2 separate regions of the Mus musculus genome follow, and region 2 is linked to region 1. Evidence: chromatin contacts called from public promoter capture Hi-C data. All regions are on one chromosome and are shown on one strand. Each heading gives the region's core, a stretch centred on a gene start, on an enhancer-like site or on the middle of the called end of the contact. The rest is flanking DNA. Distances are from core to core; before and after follow the strand shown.

The links. Promoter capture Hi-C pulls out the DNA fragments that hold promoters and counts their contacts.
Region 2: a promoter capture Hi-C map of liver shows a contact between it and region 1, with 2.0 times the contacts expected there. The contact joins the enhancer-like site here to the promoter of Tpbgl in region 1. A contact is called at or near these places in 10 of 39 promoter capture datasets (the 3T3-L1 cell line, 3T3-L1-derived adipocytes, HPC-7-derived erythroid cells and 5 more), 7 of 484 Hi-C or Micro-C datasets (the AML12 cell line, the G1E-ER4 cell line, cerebellum and 3 more), 5 of 115 datasets of contacts at active chromatin or transcription factors (bone marrow-derived macrophages, embryonic forebrain, embryonic stem cells and 2 more) and 4 of 9 other capture datasets (adipose tissue, embryonic stem cells, liver and 1 more).

The regions. Positions count from the first base shown.
Region 1 is chr7:99,625,379-99,628,537 of GRCm38.p6, forward strand. It overlaps Tpbgl (trophoblast glycoprotein-like), which reads right to left and starts at 1,725. Exons shown (of 1, transcript NM_001195529.1): 1 at 1-1,725. The coding sequence starts at 1,270. The coding sequence ends at 116.
Region 2 is chr7:99,678,878-99,682,036 of GRCm38.p6, forward strand. The region is part of intron 7 of Slco2b1 (solute carrier organic anion transporter family, member 2b1); the gene reads right to left. Among named protein-coding and RNA genes, the nearest start is that of Gm34280, 11 kb to the right of the region's middle. Within about 2 kb of position 1,669, at least 21 of the 459 cell types and tissues checked have an H3K27ac peak or open chromatin away from gene starts, as enhancers often do. A contact at or near this core is called in adipose tissue, hepatocytes, liver and 1 more, where this site is marked.

The DNA.
Region 1 (3,159 bases), core at 475-2,974:
AGATCCAAACTCGTAAGTGTGTTATCTCCGGGGCCCAGGCCAGGCAGAGAAAGGCTGCATGGCCCAAGTAAAGTCATCAGCTGATAGGAACAGCCTCCCACTAGGGAGGTGATGCTCAGAGACCCGAGCCTGGAGAAGTGGCCCGGGAGCCGGCAGGGGCGGCCGGAGCAGGCGCGCGGCGTGGGTCTGCATCCTGCTCGTAGCGGTAGTGGTAGCCCTCCATCTGATCTCTGCAGGCCTCGCGCAAATTGTGCATCCAGCGTTGGATGCCGCGGCGGTTTAGGTAGAGCACCATGAGGAAGATGAGGCCGATGAGTGCCAGCACCAGCCCGAAGAAGACGTAAGAGGCTTCCAACTCCGGGCCGGCGACGTCTATCCCTTCCCCGCTCTCGTGTGCATCGCCGTCGGAGCAACCTAGTCGCGCCTCGTCCAGGTCTATCAGAGGCCGGTCCAACAGTACGCGCGGGGAAGCGCAGCGCAGGCGGCGCGCGTCGGGTACGCGCTCGGTGGCGTTGTGCAGCCAGGCCAGCAGGGGGCGCGAGGTGCACCCACAGCTCAGTGGGTTGTCCGCCAGCAGCAGGCGCGGCTGGGGCAGGTCGCCATCGCGCTCAAGCGCGCTCAGCTCGTCCGGGCCCAGGCCGGCCAGCGCGTTGACACGCGCATCCAGCTGCTCCAGGCGGGGCAGGCGCAGCGCGGCGAGTGGCAGGCGGCTCAGCGCGTTGCCTACCAAGCCCAGCAGGCGAAGCTCGGCCAGGGGGGCCAGAGCGGCGTCCAGTGCATCCAGCATCCCGGGGCTGCCTCGAGCCAGCGCGTGATTGAGCTGTAGTGAGCGCAGCGCAGGCAGCCCGCGAAAGGCGCGGTAGCCCAGGGCGCGTAGCGGGTTGTGGCTTAGGTCGAGTGCCGCCAGGCTGGGCAACCCGTCGAAGGCACCGTCCTCTACTACCTCGATGTTGTTGTGTGTGAGGCGCAGCGCGGTAAGGAGCGGTAGGCGCACGCCGTCCGTCGCCCCCTCGCCCCCTCCCGCGAAGGCTGCGGCGCGCAGCACGGTCAGGTTGGCGCCCACGATGGTGAGGTTGCGCGCGTCGGGTGGCACGTCCCGGGGCGGCTGCCGGAGCTCCGCGCCCGACGCGCAGCGCAACATTAACCGGGGGCTGCCGAAGCAGTAACACTGGAAGGGACAGGGCGCGGCGGGCCGGCTCAGCGCCGCCGCCAAGAGCAGCAGCCCTGGCAGCGGGCTCCAGAGCCCCCGCTGTCCCGCGCGCGGGGCCATCGCGGCCGTCCCCGCATCCAGCCCCCGGCCCGCAGCGCTCACCAGTGAATTGGGAGCGTTTGGAGATGATGGGATGGGGGTGGCACGGGAAGGTGGCTGTGGGCTAGACCTTGACCCGGAGCAGCTGACAGTTCCGACCGGTCCGTCCTCCAGCTTGTAAAGTCCGAGGAGCCTTCACTTTGATGGCTGGGGGCTACAGGGGTCAGGCGGGGAGCGGAGCCCCCCGCCCTCGCTGCCCTCGTCGCCCTGCGCTCCGGCCTCCGACTTCCGCGGCTGTTCCGGGCTCCGAGCCGAGTGGGCAGGGTTTGCCTCCCCCTCCCCGCCTCCTGGCCGCCTCCTCCGCCCCCAGCGGAGTCTCCGCACCTCCTCGCAAGGGAGGCGGGGTGGGAGGCTCCGGAGATGCAGGCTTAGGGCCGCTGCGCTCTCTTGCTCCCCTGCTCTCTAGTTCACGAGCTGCTGAGAAGTTTGGCTCCCCAAGCTCTGACTTGCTTCTTTCCCCACCCCCTTCGTTTAGGCAGCTTCTTTCCTCCTCCCTCCGAAGCACACGTGGGGCGGGGCCCTCAGGGCTGACCTGGCAGGTGGATCTGTGCACCCAGAGAAGGTGGGAGAGTTTAGAGCTGTCCCTAGAAAAGGAGGCAGGGCTGAGGGGTGGGCTGACAAAGTTACTCTTCTTGTAGTCAAGGAAAGGAGCTGTGCTAAGGGAGCGAGCCTGGAAAATCCCTAGCCTTGGATGTCTCCTTTGCGAACCCAGTTCCCTTAGGCTGTGTCTAAAACTCTGCAGGTCCTGTGTGTCCAGTCTTTTATCGACCCTCTTCTATGTTCTAAAACACCCTCTGTCCCCACATCTCCCGCGCCCTAATTCAGGCTGCTCTGCCTCTGCCAAGACCACTCCCATTGGTTCCACCTTTCAGGCTGGGCCCCTCCTAGGCTCAGGGAGCGGTGGGTGGAGTGATTCAGCTCTTTGCTTGCCCACCCCGCCCCAGCACTGAGTACTGCCAGGATACTGTGCCCCTTCCCCTCCAAATTGCCCTACCAGTCAATATTGAGTGGTGTGCCGGTTGGGGAGAGGGCTCTAGGAGCAGGAAAATCAGGAACTGATTTTGTAGTGGAGGGTGGGGGTGTGGTAAAATCCAGGGCTGAGGTGGGGGCTGAGCTGTTAATAGGCTTGTTTTGTTTTGTTTTGTTTTTCTTTCTTTCTGGGTTTTACTTATTTACTTTTTTTTTCCTCCAGAATTGAGAAGCTCAAGACCTGATTTAAAGAGACAGACTCCAGAGGAGGGAGCATTCCTGGTCTTGGCATGAATTATTCAGGTTGGAGAAGCTGACATTTGATCTGCAGGCCATTCGAGTATCTTACTTGGCAGAGCTGGTTGGGATAGAGGCTCCCCTCCTCCCCATAAGCATCAGTCAGTCTCTTTCTCCTGAACTGAAGACTACTGGTTGGTTTCTTCCCTGAAGTTGCATTTAGAAGATCGACCAGCAAATTGAAACCACTTTCTGAGGCATATCCTGCATTCCCTGGGTCTCAGGCAAATACCAACACTAAGGACCAGGCTGGTGATCTTGCTGGACTCCCTCAGCTCATATTGACCTAGTCCTGTCTCCATGATAACCTCCAGATGCTAGCAGATGACAGTAGTAGCTTTTAGAGCTGGACATGTCTGTATACATGGCCACCTGAGTTTACACACGTGTGCCTCTACACAAAAAGGCAAACTTTACACAAACAGACTTACACATGCCCATGTGTGGTCTATCAAATTTATTCTTACTTGGATGTGCATGCATGTGCACGGGAGGCTTGCACACAGCAGTTCCAAACAAATGTGTCTCACATAGACACATGCAGGCACATTCGTGCCTGTGTACATAGCGGCTTTGAGTGTAAC
Region 2 (3,159 bases), core at 419-2,918, 53 kb after region 1:
GAGAGAAATAGAGACAGAGACATGGAGGCAGACAAAGAGACAGAGAGAAGTGGATTTTGGCACTCAGAGACTATTTCTGACATGGGTCTGGAGAGAGATCTGTTAGTGAAGTGCTTGTAATGCAAATGTAAAGACCTTGGTTTGATCCCCAAATCCATGTAAAAATGCTGGGTATAGTGGCGCACACTTGTAGTTCCAGTACACAGGAGGTGGGGGTAGGTAGGTACCTAGGTCTCTCTGGCCAGGCCCCCTAGCTACAGAGATTCTGTCTCAAAAACCAAGGAAAAACACCCTAGGCTGTCCTCTGGCCTCCAACAGCATGCACATACACATGTGCCTATATCTGCATATCTCGCCCCAAACATACATGCTAGTGCTTACACACACACACACACACACACACACACACACGATTGTGCAGGCACACACAGATGTTCATGTGCACATACATGCACAGGCACAAACACATATATGCTTTCATAGGCCACATAGATAAGAACACACATGCAGAGGCACACAAACACATACATAGGCACCACACACACACACACACACACACACACACACACACACACTTCTCTGATTCTAGAAAAGAAGTACTTAAAAATATCCAGCTATTTGAACTTTAGCTAGGTGCCATAGCTCATACTTGTCAGTCTAGCACTTGGGAGGGTGAGGCAGGAGGATCGCCACGAATTTGAGATCAGCTTGAGCTACAAAGTAAATCCTAGGCTAGCCCAGATTGAGGCCCATGTGTCTAAAGAATTAAACTCTGCCTAGTCAACAACAAACAAAGAAGCAGAGCACTAAGGCAAGACCAATGGCGTATTGGAATTATTCTAGGAGTAACAGAGCCAACAGAAGACCATGGCGCCCACCGGCTCTCAGAGGCTGGCCATGGCCATCATGCTTGATTCAAGAGGCAAAAGGCCTGTCAGGAAGCAGGTGGCCAGGCCTCTTCCATCTCCTGGCTCAGCTCTAAGAACAGGTTCTCAGAGGAGCCAGTGAACACTGGAGAAGTACCGGGTGGGGTACCCCACCACCCAAGGCACAATACACCCAGAAATGATCTGTCAGAGAGCCCTTAAGAGACCCTGCAGAGGCCTCATGGCTGAGCCGCCATTCAGGCACCCGTGTCTCCTCACACCTGGCTTCCTTCACTCCTCTAGGCAGGGTGTGTGGGATGTCTTCTTCAACTCTCCTGAACAAACAACATAGCAGCATGGAGCAAGTTAGAGGACACAGCCTCAATATGCAGAGCTGGCTGTTCTTGTCAAATCTGCTGCCCACACATTAGATACATTGGCCAGACCCACTCATGATCAGACAAGCCTTATTTTATGTGCTACAATCTTTTGGCTTGTAGAGATTGACTTTAATGGCTGCATTTACTTCTAGGGTACTTAGGGGGTTCCTGGGCCCTAAGTCTGGGAGATGTCTGAAAAGATTTCCCAAACTGACTGGCTTTGACTGTTTCTTCCTTACCCATCCCCCTCTGTGCAGGAGAGACACATGCAGCATGTAGCAGCCAATATCACCCAGTGGGACCCCTTCTCCAGGCTCTTCACTAGTGACTCTAGTGGGCCAGGCCAGCCAACCCTACTGCAAGTGGCCTGGCTGGTCCTGGAAGCTTTGAGGAGGCGGAGGCGGTGGCAGAGGCGGAGGTGGAGGTGGAGGATCAATTCCTCCCACATCAATATTTATTGCCCAAGAGCTGCTGGAAGCAGATCACCATGTTCTCAGCCTTCAATCTTTTCTTAAGAACCTCTCAGCTCCCCTCCTCCCAGAACTCCACATCTGACAAGGTAGATACAGACAGCCAGACAGGCACACAATCACGACCAATGTCACAAGGCTTCACGGCACATAGTTCTCAAAAGCGGACTCTAAAAACCACTGCAGCCAGGACTGCACATTCTCAGAACCCAAGGTAATTGGGTAGTGCTCCAGGAATCTGACCTCTGTACCTTATATGTGGCACACACAGCAGCAAGCATAGGGAAGTGACTTGCTGCGGAGGCACATGGCTGACCTGTTACCCAGTCCAGTGGACAGCTACCCACGCCTATTGTTCTCTTTCCAAATATAGAGCCCAACGCAGAGTATCTGTCACCAGACACACAGACTCTTGTCCTCCTAAGTGACACTCCTATTTCCAAGGACTCCACTTCAGATTCTGGGAATTTGAATCTTGGCCCCAGCTAGGCAGAACTGAGATTCCAAGCCCGCCCCCTGCCTCCAGAGCCAACACAGGCACTGTCAGCCCAGTCATCCGCTGTCTCTGGGAACCACCACTGCAGAATAAGCATCCTGGGCAAGTCCTGCCCCAGGGCAGCAGAGCCGGTGCCTATCCCATTGGCTGCTCCCAAGTGCTCTGCTGCCTGCCCCCAGCATGGCCAAGAAGGCCTCAGTGGCCTCTCTCTCCATGTTCTTCCTGGTCCAGTCCACCCAGCACCTGGTAAAGCAGGTGAGAACTCCTTGCTTCCTGTCCTTCCAAGCATACCTTTGGGTCTTGAAGCCAGCAAAGGTTTTGTGATTCTGGCCCCTGCTGGCTATCCCAACCTGGGGTGTCTTTGGCCCTAGGTTGAGGTAGCTGACAAGGCTCAGTAGAACAGATGGTCCTGGAGCTTAGACAGACTTGAACTCATATTCTAATAAATTGACCCTCTATTTTAAAAAAAAAATGACAAAAAAGAAATGACCCTTTCAGGTCTACTTGCTGGCTCAAACTTTCTTGTTCTAAGAAGGAGGCCCTCTTCCGCACTTCAATAAACATGCCTAGAAGTACCAGGCCACTGCAAGAACATCTGGCAAGATTTTTTTAAAATAAATTATTCTTTTGCAATTAGAATTACTTAGCAATAAGCACCTTACTTAACTTTTAAGCTGAGGTCTTAACAAGCAGCTCACATAGTTGGGGAAAGAGAAAATGCACAAGGCTTCATAATGTAGTCAAGTTTGTACCCATTCAAAGTAGCAATTGAATTGAAATTATGAGTGAAATTGAAATTATGTTGTCAAAATAGACTTTTCAGACTCATTTCCAGGGTCAGACATACATATCTTAGTAGTAGAGTCCTTGCCACTGCATGTGAAAGGCCTGAGAGGTTTAGACCCCAGTAATAATGATGATGATGATGATAATAATAAAAATAATAA